Linked DNA regions of Hordeum vulgare: regions 1 and 2 are each linked to region 3. The links are chromatin contacts, called in public Hi-C maps. All regions are on one chromosome and are shown on one strand. Each heading gives the region's core, a stretch centred on a gene start, on an enhancer-like site or on the middle of the called end of the contact. The rest is flanking DNA. Distances are from core to core; before and after follow the strand shown.

The links. Hi-C and Micro-C count contacts between places; a contact is called where the count stands out from the background.
Region 1: a Hi-C map of leaf shows a contact between it and region 3, with 4 times the contacts expected there. The contact joins the promoter of LOC123424690 here to the promoter of LOC123424691 in region 3. A contact is called at or near these places in 4 of 6 Hi-C or Micro-C datasets (leaf and seedling) and 1 of 1 datasets of contacts at active chromatin or transcription factors (embryo).
Region 2: a contact with region 3 is called in a Hi-C map of leaf, with 5 times the contacts expected there. The contact joins the promoter of LOC123424692 here to the promoter of LOC123424691 in region 3. A contact is called at or near these places in 4 of 6 Hi-C or Micro-C datasets (leaf and seedling) and 1 of 1 datasets of contacts at active chromatin or transcription factors (embryo).

The regions. Positions count from the first base shown.
Region 1 is chr2H:37,071,927-37,075,894 of MorexV3_pseudomolecules_assembly, forward strand. LOC123424690 (zinc finger CCCH domain-containing protein 53-like) reads right to left here and starts at 1,465. Exons shown (of 9, transcript XM_045108354.1): 1 at 69-1,465. The coding sequence starts at 1,057.
Region 2 is chr2H:37,528,882-37,532,834 of MorexV3_pseudomolecules_assembly, forward strand. It overlaps LOC123424692 (probable apyrase 2), which reads left to right and starts at 2,109. Exons shown (of 9, transcript XM_045108357.1): 1 at 2,109-2,904; 2 at 2,991-3,119; 3 at 3,196-3,252; 4 at 3,411-3,503; 5 at 3,835-3,953. The coding sequence starts at 2,584.
Region 3 is chr2H:37,315,506-37,319,451 of MorexV3_pseudomolecules_assembly, forward strand. It overlaps LOC123424691, which reads right to left and starts at 2,301. Exons shown (of 6, transcript XM_045108356.1): 1 at 1,247-2,301; 2 at 915-1,094. The coding sequence starts at 2,053.

The sequences.
Region 1 (3,968 bases), core at 215-2,714, 240 kb before region 3:
CGGTGAGCTGCCGGCCGGTAGAAACGAGAGCGAGGAGCTCGTAGGTGGCGAGGGTGGTGGGTATTTACCTTTGGCCGTCGTTTTGCTGCTGCTGCTGCTGCTGCAGGAGCAAGCTGAGGCACTTGCTCGCCGCGGAGGGGGAGCCAGGGAGGGAGCCGGTGGGCGAGTAGGCGAAGCCGGCGGCCGCGGCCAGGCGCTGGGACTTGGAGCGGAGGAGGAAGTCCTGGCACTGTTGCTCCACGGCGGCCTGGTCCATCTTCGCGCCGGCGAGGTCGTCGGGGAAGCCGCCGTGCACGAACCGGCAGGCGCTCCCGTTTTTGCAGTACCCGCGCGCGTAGTAGAGGCACGGCTTCCAGCCGAGGCCGTCGCCGCCCCCGAAGCAGAGCTCGCTCACCGACGCGCTCCTGCGGTGCCCCGGCCCGCCGTTGGCCCACCCGGCGCCGTACGGGAAGAGCCCTCCGTCGCCGCCGCTGGGGCTGCGGCACTCGCCGTTGTCGAACAGCGGGAGCTGGCGCCCTCCCCCGCCCATGCCTCCCTCGCTGAGGAACGCGAGCTGGTCCTGCAGGTGGAGCTCGTCGAGGATCAGCGAGTCCCCGCCCCCGCCGAAGAAGGGCGACTGCGGGCCGTTGGCTGGACTCATCAGCTCCTCCCCGACGCCCGCCATCTCCTCCGCGGCGCTGCCATTGCTGACGCTGTTGCTCCTCGAGAACACCGGGGGCGGGGCCCACGAGGAGGGCGACGAGACCGAGAGCGGCGAGGGCGCCGTGCCTCCGCCGCCGCGGCCGGAGTTCTGGCGCGAGAGCATGAAGGGCGAGTGGCCGGTGGCCGCGGCGGAGGTGGGCGTGCCGGGGCCCGAGGACGCCGGGAGCAGGCCGAGGTCCTTGCGCGCCTTGGCCATGACGGCGAGCAGCAGCGCCTCCGGGCCGAAGGCGAGGCGTATCATCTCCTTCTCGCCGTGGTCCTGGATGAGCAGCAGCCCCATGATCTTGGCCGCGTGGTCCGGGTCCAGCCCCTGGATCCGCGCGAACACCACCTTGGTCGCCTCGTAGGCGTCCATGCCGATCGACGAAGCCCGCTCAACCAACCCTAGCCCGCAAACAACCTCACACCCCCTTCCTCCTCCTCCCTCCTTCCTCGCACGACAACAACAACCAACGACTAGCTAGCTAGAGAGATGGCTCGAGCCGGAGACGAGCGACTCCATGAATCAATCCCCAGAGGTCCTTCGCGGGTTAGCTTGCTAGCGAGCGAGCGGGCTATACTAGTTGCAGCAGCGGCACGAGGGTGGTGCGCACCTTCCCTTCCCTTCCTTGGCCCTCGCGCTGTATCCCAATCTCCCTATGTATAAGCTGGGCTGGCCGCCGTCCCTTTTCCCCGGGAGAGGACGAGGGGCCTCGCCAGTGACGGAAGAAAACTCGCGGGGGCGTCCCCGCAAAATGCCACTGCCTGGCTGCCGCGGTCTGTCCTGCGGTGTTTTTATCTGCTGCTGCGGTGTTTTTGGTTTGGGGTTTGTTTCAGGCGGGATAGATCTGGATCTCCGTGGCCCCCATTTATAAAACCCGATCCACCGCCTCTGTCACTGACCGCCTCGCTCTCGCCCTTTATTTTCCGCCTTTTCTTTTCTCTGCCTTCTTCCTGTGCTCTCTGGACGGACGGACGGATAGGAATACCAAACAGTGCCGTCGTTCAATCAATCTGACGGTAAGAAACTACTGTGCTGCGCGGTAATTTCGTGGCCGGGTGGATCTGTCTGTGATTGATTGACCGGAGCGGCCGCGATCTGGGGTGCTGACCGGGAGGGGCCCCGCGCGGGCGGCGCCCACTCCGGTCGCCGTCCCGGCCCGCTTTGTCCTGCTCCCTCGCCGCGGCCGCTGCTGCCGCTGCGGCGGCCTTTCGCGATAAGAATGGCGCCCGGCCCGACATTTTTATACTCCGTTTGATACCCCGTAGCCAAGCTAAAGCGGGAGCTAGCCTCGCCTCGCCTCGCTCGCCTTTCCGTCGCTTCACAAGGTTTGTTTACTCCCAGATCCTTGTCGTTTGCCCCACTGCCATGTACGAGTAAACACGAGTATTCTTCTCTCTTTTCGCTGCTTCAGAGATTATTGTTGTCCAAGTAATTGTGCTGGCCCTAACTAGCGCCAATTACTTATTTTGGTTCTGCAAACACGAACGAGTAGCTTTTTCTGGGACGAGCCGCACGGAGCGGGAGCATCCCTATCGGGGCGTTCCCCGTCATCCTCCCTCGCCCCCGCTCGCCGTCGCTTTCCTCCTCCCTCTCGGCCTCCACTGGAGTGATCAAACCCAAAAAAATGGAGCGTGAAATACTCCCCTGTCACGCACAGTCGAATGATAATCCAGCATACGTGAAATGAAATGAAAAACAAATGATGCGGATAAACTGCAATTTCCACGTCACTCTCCGTAGGGCCCACCTGCTCTGTTTGCTTGTTGTTGGGCGCGCGACGGCCGCTGTCTGTCCCCCGGCCGCTGCCGCGTCAGCCGGTGCTACGTGCGTGCCCGATCGGATCAACTCGCGACCGTGCGGGTCGGTCTCCCGGCCGCCGGTCATCCGTTCGCGCGGCCGCGGCGAGAGCGCTTGGAGCTCACGATCGTGGTCGAGGCCGCGAAACGAATTCGGTCGCAGGGGCAGGGGGAAAAGCCGAACGAAAGCCAAGTGTGACCGGCGCTGATGCCCACGGATGATGGATGATATGGCGCGAAAAGACGCGACGACCCTGTGGGGGAATGCACGGGGGCTTTTGCCGCCCGCGCGCGCCTGGTTGGCCGCCGTTGCTGCTCTCTTTTCACCGCCTTTCGCGTGCACGCGCGCTGGCCTTTGCCCTGCGCTGCGCGCGCGCAGGTCGCGGCGAGGACTGGCAGTGGCATCCCGTGCGCGCGCACATAAATGGAGGCCCTGCCGTTTCCGCTCGCTCCATCGTTCCTTCACACCCGGCGCTGGGCTTCATTCCGTTTCCTACAAACTGATGGCATCATGGTGGAGGCCAGCAGCCGTGTTTTTTTTTATATATATAAGGTTTTGGAGGGCCGCGTCGCCGTCTGCGTCTCTTTCACCCATTCACTTCCTGCTCATACCGTATGGAAGTAGTGATGATTGGACCTGGCGGAAATGTCTTTACGAGTAAGCAGGAACAATCTTTCGACGACTGCTGCTACTACCGGAATTGGTACGCTGGCTGCGCCACAGCTGGGGAAATACGACGTCGCGTGACCATGTATGTCATGTCATGTCGCCTGTCTTGGACGGAACGGGGCGCAGCCGATACCGCGCAACCATACGTACGTACGTACTCGGGTCGTAGGTACGTGCACACTGCACAGGCAGGTGCATGGCCATTCGTCAAATGCACGGCGGCCCGTCCACAGCACCTTTGCCGCCCTGTGGCCACGGCGGCACATGCCGTATTGAATCCGCGCTGTGCATGGCCGCGTCTGACAGCGAGACGGACGGGCCACGATCGCTTGTCCGCTAGCGCAGTTCAAATCGTCTTTTGAACTCGATCTTTCGATTAGTCTATGATTTTGCTTGCGTCGTCACGCTGTGACAGGCGCGGTGTGGAGTACGTACGGGTGAGCGTTCACGTAAAAATTGCTTGTTTACGATACGGCGGGAGTAGATTGGGGAGTGGGGCCCGCCGGCGAGTACGAAAAAGAAAGGGAGGAAAAGGCGCCTCCCAGTTTCAGAGCCTCACATGGAGGGAGGGGGCGTGGCTCGCCCCGATCCGGTGTCCCGCGTCGCCGTGCGGGCCGGCGTGTGGCCGTGGACAGCGTGTCGACTGTCACGTCGGCTGTTCCGACCAAGTGCCCACTTGCTCTCTCTTCTTCCTTTCTCCTTTTGGTTTCGTGAACGAAAATATGCCCGGTGGCTCCGTTGCTTGCCCCGCGAACTGAGCGCACGCGAGTACGAAAAAAAAAACATGTCGTTGTCTGAAAACAGCCAGCGAATTTCG
Region 2 (3,953 bases), core at 859-3,358, 210 kb after region 3:
TGAGAACGTTTTTCAAGCCGTGTTAGTTTGAAAAACGTTCTTAAATTATGGGATGGAGGGAGTAATAATGGTCTTTCTTCCTAGCCCCATTTCAATGGTGTTTTAAGCTATCATTGAAGGTTGCTTGGAGGTGTGTCTTTGAAAGCACATATGCTCCCTTGGTGTTTTTGATAATTCATGACAACATACATTTTCTCTTGAACTAATAGCTTTATCTAGTTTATTTCACATGAAGTTCACAGAGAAGATTGGCTGGATTGTGAGGAAAAGCCCTAAGGAAGTAGAAGAATAAGATTGGCCAAGCTTCGAACTTCAAGACTCTACATTTTGCATTTTGTGAGAAATCATATTTAAGTCCATAGGAAAGCCAATACTATTAGAAGGGATGAGGTGTCTATGATGATCTGGTTGCTCAAGTGCTTAGAGTTAGCCACCAAAAACCCTCATGAAATTCTCCCGTAAATATTCTTTCCAAAGTCTAAATACTCAAATTCAATGATAACAACATTTCCAAATCGGCCTTACCAAGTTTTACCCTAGACAAAATCCAAAGCCAAACCAATAATCTTGGTACCACCAAGTCTTGATTTTGGTGAACCGAAAACCAGTGACCAACTCCCTCGTTACCATTTGTTGAAAATAGGAATTTCCTATTTGCAAATCGGTGCCACCAAGTTTGGATAACTGCCTAGGTCAGGAAAATCGGATTCATCGAGATTTATATATAGGTCTCACCGAAACGTCAAAAATTGCCACATTTTGCACTAGTCGGTGCAACCGAGTTTTTTGCTTCGGTTTCACCGAGTTGGGCAATAATGTTGTAACGGTTGTATTTTTGAGATATCTATATAGACCCCTCCACCTACCTCGCATTCATAGAGGAAGCACTCAGAACATACCAACACTTGCCCCATCCATTATGAGAGAACCACCTAATAATGTGTTGAGATCAAGATATTCCATTCCTATCATATGGATCTTGATTTCTAGCCTCCCAAAGTTGCTTTCCACCTAATCAATCTCTTCTACCAAAGCCAAATATGTGAGAGAGTGATTGAGTGTTGAGGAGACTACCTTTGAAGCACAAGAGCAATGAGTTCATCATACTTACCATATTTATTACCCTGTGAAGAGTGGTGTCTTCTAGATTGGTTAGACGTCCCTTGTGGATGGAGCCTTCCGCGGACTCGTACAACCGTTACCCTTCCTAGGTTGAAGTCTCCATCAACGTGAGCATACGATAGCATCAGCTATCGAAATCACGTAAAAAATCACCGTGTCATCCTTTGCGTTGGATCTTCCTACCTCTACTTATTACTTTCACGTGCGTGTCTTTACATTTCGCTGCTATACTCGTAGACTTGCATGTATAGGATGCGTTTGACTTGCTATAATTGCTAAAATCTACCAACCATTAAAATTAGGAAAATGTTAAGTTTTAATTTTGTCAAGTAGTCTATTCACCCCCTAGACATTCCTTCTAATGATCCCAGAGTCTTCGATGGATCTCGTAAAATTTGTTCGACTTTGTCTTCGGTTGAAGTACTTGGATTCACTCCTTGTTAGTTTGCGTCCATGTGTTTATAGTTTGAATATATACGTCCAATATATACATGTTTTATTGATGATGGTTGCTAGACGATGGTTGGTATTACGATTCGGTTATGCAACAAGCTTTGTTCAACCTCCATAAGGAGGGTTTCCTTTAGCTCGTTCGAGTGTTTAGAGTCGTCACTAAGTGGGAATTTAGATGTAATTTTTATTACTTTGATAATTGTTGAATAAGTAGTCCATCCGTTCCAAAATAAATGTCTCAAACTTAATAGTATAATTTTGTATTAGAGTTAGTACAATATTTTAACACGGATGGAGCATTAGAAAGCTTTTTCTAAACTGGATCGCTGAATCCATCAACACGTCAACACGATCTCTGGTTGGCGCGTACACGGTCAATTACCTGCACCAACCAATCACGGTCCGGCGCACCCGTGGACCGAGGCACCGTAGAAATTACCAAGCACCACAGCGGCTCCGGTGGCGTCCGGCCAACTCCGCACACGCGCGCGGACGAAGCAAACCCAACCCAACCGCACCGGCACGGGCAGAGCACGGCGAACCCGCACAAGCAACCCCCCACCCCACCCCCGCCGCGGCCGCTACAAAGCGCCGCCATTCCCGCACGCCACCGCCACCGCCACCTCCCTCCCCCACCTCCGTCGCGCGCGTGCCCGGCGGCAGCACAGCAGCGGGAGACCACCGCGCCACATCCCGAGGCGCGCGCATTTCCCCAGCATGCGCCCGGATCCCGACGCCACCCCGCCCCAAGTCAAACCCACCGACGCGCGCCCGCCTGCCTAAAACTCCACCCCGAGGCTCGCGCTGCGCGGCCACCAGGCAGATCGACCCTTCCCTCCCCTCCCCTCCCCCACGCCGACGCGCGCGGAGCGGAGCGGACGGACGGGAGCGCTGGATCCCGCGGAGGATCTAGAGGCGGTCAAGCAGCCGTCGCCCCCCGGCCCCGGGGGCCGCATCCGCTACCGCACGCCCTCCTTGCCCGACCTCCACCTCCTGCCCGCCGACAAGATGCGCCGCTACTCGCAGCTGCCGGGGGCCGGCCGCCAGGACACGCTCGCCGACCGCGTGCACCGCTACCGCGGGGTGCTGCTCGTCGTGCTCGCGCCCCTCGCCCTCGTCTCGCTCGTGCTCCTGCTCATGCCGCGCGCGCCCTCCGGGGCCGCCCAGAGGCCCCTCGGAGGAGGAGGGGCCGCCGCCGTCGCCGCCGGGGACAAGAAGTACGCCGTCATATTCGACGCCGGCAGCTCCGGCAGCCGCGTCCACGTCTTCTGCTTCGACGGCAACCTGGATCTGGTCCACATTGGCACCGACATCGAGCTTTTCGTCCAGGTAAGACGACGGCCCGTTCGTCCATCGGATCTGGATCTGATCTAGGTTATTGTCAGCTGAATTCCGTTCCACTTCCCCTCTCGCAGAAAAAGCCTGGACTTAGCGCGTTCGCCAATGACCCGCGCGAGGCTGCTCAATCGCTCGTCTCTCTCATTGAGAAGGCCAAGGAAGTGGTTCCGGCCGAATTGCGCGACCAGACGCCGGTCAGAGTTGGGGTGAGTTGTTTGTTCACACTAATTGATTTTGTAATCGGTGCTCGTTGATGTTCTTAGCTTTCTTCTTCATTCACAGGCCACCGCAGGCTTAAGAGCGTTGGGAGCAGGAAAATCCGAAGAGATATTGCAAGCGGTAAATGGTCTTCTATCATATCAGTCCCATTGTCATCATTATCATTATTGTCTGCATTGAGAGCTATTATGTTGTTCTCTTGTTTCAGTGAGGTTATCTTTACCAATTTATCATGATTGATCATCAATCTGGATACTAACGCATCCACAAACATGCAGGTTAGGGATCTTCTTCGTGAAAAGAGTTCATTTAAGAACCAGCCGGATTGGGTTACAGTTCTTGATGGAACCCAGGAAGGTGCATATGAATGGGTAGGATGCTGGCCTTGCTTTTACATATGGTTGCGTTTCATGTTATTCTAAGGCTCTTGAGTCTCGAGCAAAAAAATATTGTCACTGCATTATTTCGTTTTTTAGAAGACTACATGCCATTTTTCTAATTTATGAACTGGTGTTTGATGGTTTATATGTAAAATTGGATGCAAGTAGAGTTCAAGGTAACCATCAACCAAGCCTAGTAGTGGTTACGTCGTGCAATAAGCAGAGTGTTTAGGAATTCGTCATAAGCTTTGCTGCTTTGTTTAGCTTCTAGTGCAGGGACATATACCATATAACTCTCATTTACTCTTCTATATTCTTACAGGTTACCATTAATTATCTGTTGGGAAAACTGGGAAAGACGTATGCAGACACAGTTGGTGTGGTTGACCTTGGCGGTGGATCTGTCCAAATGGCGTATGCTATCCCAGAGAAGGATGCTGA
Region 3 (3,946 bases), core at 1,051-3,550:
TTAGATGTGAAGATAACAAGCAGTCAAGCAGGATAGGGTGCAAGTAATAAGTAACTAATCATGGATTAGGATAGCGTAGGTAGTTACTGGAACATCTCTTTCAAACATATAAAAATATTAATGATTTGTTTCGTCTGTCTTGTCTAATGATCCTCTATTAATAAGATTAGTAAATCAGGCATTCAGGGAGAGCAAATATATATGCATACGTATAGTTAGACAACACTGATGTGCATGTGGCTACCTAATTCAGTAAACTGTAAAAGATCAAACAAACAATACATATGACCACATTAAACAAACAAACAGTACTACTTAAGGGTGTCCGTTAACTAAAGCTTTGATTGTAGCAATATATAGGTTGAGCTGAAATAGTATTCTCTGCAGCATAACAGGACGCTTGTGTGAAACTGAGATGGGGTTTAGATGTGAATATAACAAGCAGGGGCAGGTCCAGGTGCAAGTATAATAAGTAATGAATCATGGATGTTCTGAAAAAGGAAAGTGATGAATCATGGACTGGATTGTCTACTCGAGTTACTGAAGCATCTTTCAGAATTCAGACATACAACTCATTGATTCGTCTTGCATTTCTAGTCTAATGTTGCTCTTTATAAATGTCAAATTAATCATTGGGCAGAGCAAGTCAATATGCTGATGGTACTTAGACAACACTAATGCTCCTGTGGCGAGCCCATTGACTGACAGATCAGCACATAATTGCGCAAAATGGATAGAGTGACAAGTGACAACTAGTCACTCGCTGCTCACTAGTCAGTTGAGTGGCTGACACATGGATCATTCAGAAATGAGAAATACTCCCTCCGTCCCGAAATAAGTGTCTTAACTTTGTACTAGCTCTAGTACAAAGTTGTACTAAGCTTGAGACACTTATTTTGGGACGGAGGGAGTACCTGATACCGAGGCTCTTCCTCTCTGTAAAGATCCTGATAGCTCTGATTGGGAAACCACGTAGGTTCATCCGGAGCAGCATCAGCACTGTAAGACTGTTGGTAAGACGTGTCATACGAGCCATACGTAGAATGGGCATATGCATATGTATCCTCTTTTGCGTTGTCGTAAGAAGATAGCCACTGTCTCCGAGTACAAAAACAACGAAGGAATCGGTCAATAGAATACCGACGAAGGAAGATATATACTGTACTACGTACTGTATTTATTAATAATATGATAAGAGTATACTAAAGCATGATAAACTGAAGAATGATGCGGTGTATTTCCTCACATTGCTCTGATCGTGCGCTTCGCCGGCGTTGTGCCACTGCACATTCCCAATCGCTGGCACCTCGCCGTGGTCGTGCCACTGCTCATTCCCAATTGCTGGCACCTCGCCAGCGTCGTGCCACTGCACATTCCCAATGGCCGGCACCTCGCCGGCATCGTGCCACTGCACCCTCCCGATTTCCGGCGGCGGCACCTCGACCACCACGGCGTCCTCCACTCCCCCCTTCTTGTTGGCGTACACTGGGACCCCGTGGCAGTCGGTCCCAATCCGCCGCTCCCCGTACCCGTCGGCGTGGCCGAAGAGGAAGTCCAGCCCGCGCATGCACTGCCTCCAGTAGTCGCGCGGCCCGCACCGCGAGTGGCAGCAATGCGACCCCGCCGCCAGGTACGGCCAGCGCCGGAACACCTCCGGCGTGGGGTACACGGGCGGCCACCGCGGAGCGTCCCCGTAGTCGTGCGGCTTGGGCCAGTAGAACGGCTCCGCGACCGGCACCGGAGCCGGAACCGGCGAAAAGGGCGGTGTCCTCGCCGGCTCTGGCGATGGGACCGGCCGAGGCTTCGGGGGCGAAGCTGGTGGCGGCTGCGGCGTTGCGGGGGCAGGAGCAGTCACGGGGGCGGGCACGGGCGGCCGCGGAGAGGGGCGCGCGGGGGCGCCGTCGGGGGAGGAGATGGGGTAGCACGTGGAGGTGGAGGGCGGGAGCGGGGCGCCGTAGGTGGCGGAGATGTCGTAGCCGCCGCCGTAGGGGTGCGGGTTGTACTCGTAGTACTCGTCGTCGTCGATCTGGCCATCGTCGTCGGCGGCCGCCATGGAAGAGCGGTGCTCAGCGGTGGTTACGGCTGTGGGCGTCGGCTGGAGAGTGCCAGACTGGGGTGGCGTGAGCGTGAGCGAGTAGGCGAAGTGGGAGCAGAGCAGCGCATGTGCGGGGTGGGGGGGCGGCGGCTGGTGGCATGTTGATTTCGGGGTGATGGCGACGGCGAGGCGGTGACGGAGGAGTCGTTTGGAAGCCACCGCACGGTTGGGAGGGGAGAAGATGCCGCCGTGGTATTATTGCGCACCGAGCTCGAGGGCGTGCGATCGGAGTGGGTGAGGTGGCGGTTTGGCACCGGGATCAAAGTTTCCCTTTTTCTTTTAGGCGGCGCCGGTGGGCCGGCCCAAATTGGTCGTACCACAGGGTTTGGATCTCGATCGTGTGGGTCGTTGAATCCTCGTAAAAAAAAACGTTCACCACTATCCTCTCTTCTTCTCCACGCGTCTTTCGTTCCTGTCTCCTGTCGTCGCCTGCCGCCCCTGCCGCTCGAAGCATTGTGCCATCTTCGTCGTGCTTGTCGCTGCTCATAGCCGCCCTCGTCCATGTGTCCGTCGATGTCCACGGGGCTCGTAGAAATCAACCACAAACATCTCATCCCGACTGAAGCGTCCGGTGGATAGTTCATCGTGGAAGAAAAAGAACGGATGCAACAAAACAAGTTGTTGGTAGTAGCAATAAATAAATACAGTTGTAGTAAAAAACATCTCGCCGTCGTTGTCGCCGGTTGTAGCTCGGCATGCACGCTCGCAACAAAATTGAGTCATGACTGTAGCACACGACACCGTCGGTTTCAACAAAAAATGACACAATTGGTTGCAAAACATTTTGGTTGAAACTTTCTCAAAAACTATCGTTAAAGCTTTCCATCTGTCGGATGAAGATTTTTTTTAAACGATTGCAACATTTCATGTGTTTCAAAAACTGGTTGAAGCTTTCTCAAAAACTCTGGTTGAAGCTTTTTCATGTGTTGGATGGAGTTTTTTCTAAACGGTTGCAACATTTCATGTGTTCTAAAAATGGTTGAAGTTTTTGTAGTCATTGGATGAAGATTTTTCTATATGTGGTTGAAGCTTTTTCATCCGCGGGATGAAGCTTCTGTTAGAACGGTTGTAATTTTTGTGTATTCTGAAGTCTGGTTGAAGCTTTTTTATCTATTAGATGTAGCTTTTTACGTCCATGGTTGTAGCATTGGCGTCGTCGTTTGCAGTTGTCCTGATGTCGCCATTGCAGCTCTGTGACAGCCCGAGACCGACGATTCAGAAGATTTCCCTTTTATTCCGTTTTCGTCGTGTGATTATTTTTATTTGTCGCATCATCATCGCATCATGCGCATCATCCGCATTGCATCGGCATCCCGTAGCCGCCAGTTTCAAAACTTGCATCCGTTGTTAGTTGCCGGTTCTCGTCTTTGCCCGTTCTGAGCCCGACCACACTCGCACGCGCCTGCGACATCGTTTGAATCCTGTTTTTAGAAATGTATGTAAAAATTTCTCTGATTGGGTTGAAACTTGGCGTGCGGTCGTATTTAGATATAGGTAGGCCAACTGTCAAATTTCGTTGCAATCGGAGTCCGTCTGGTACCCGAACGGTCGACCGTAGCGGCACCGTATTCGGTCTTTCGTAGACGTTTTATCGATGTTTTAAAATAGTTGTCGGGTGCCCGTTTCCCTCTCTTCTCCGGATAACCTACACTACATGGCCAATTAGCCCGTCCCGCGTTCGGAATTGTTCGATTTCGATCGCGCGGTTGAAACCGGGGCGAAATTCTGCTAACCCTAGCCCCTTTTCCCTATATAAATACCCCTCCCCTACCTATTTGAGTGCCCCCCCTAATCCTCCTCGGGATCTGTGCCCGAAACCCTAACCCCAACAGCTACCTCTCTCTCCTCTCA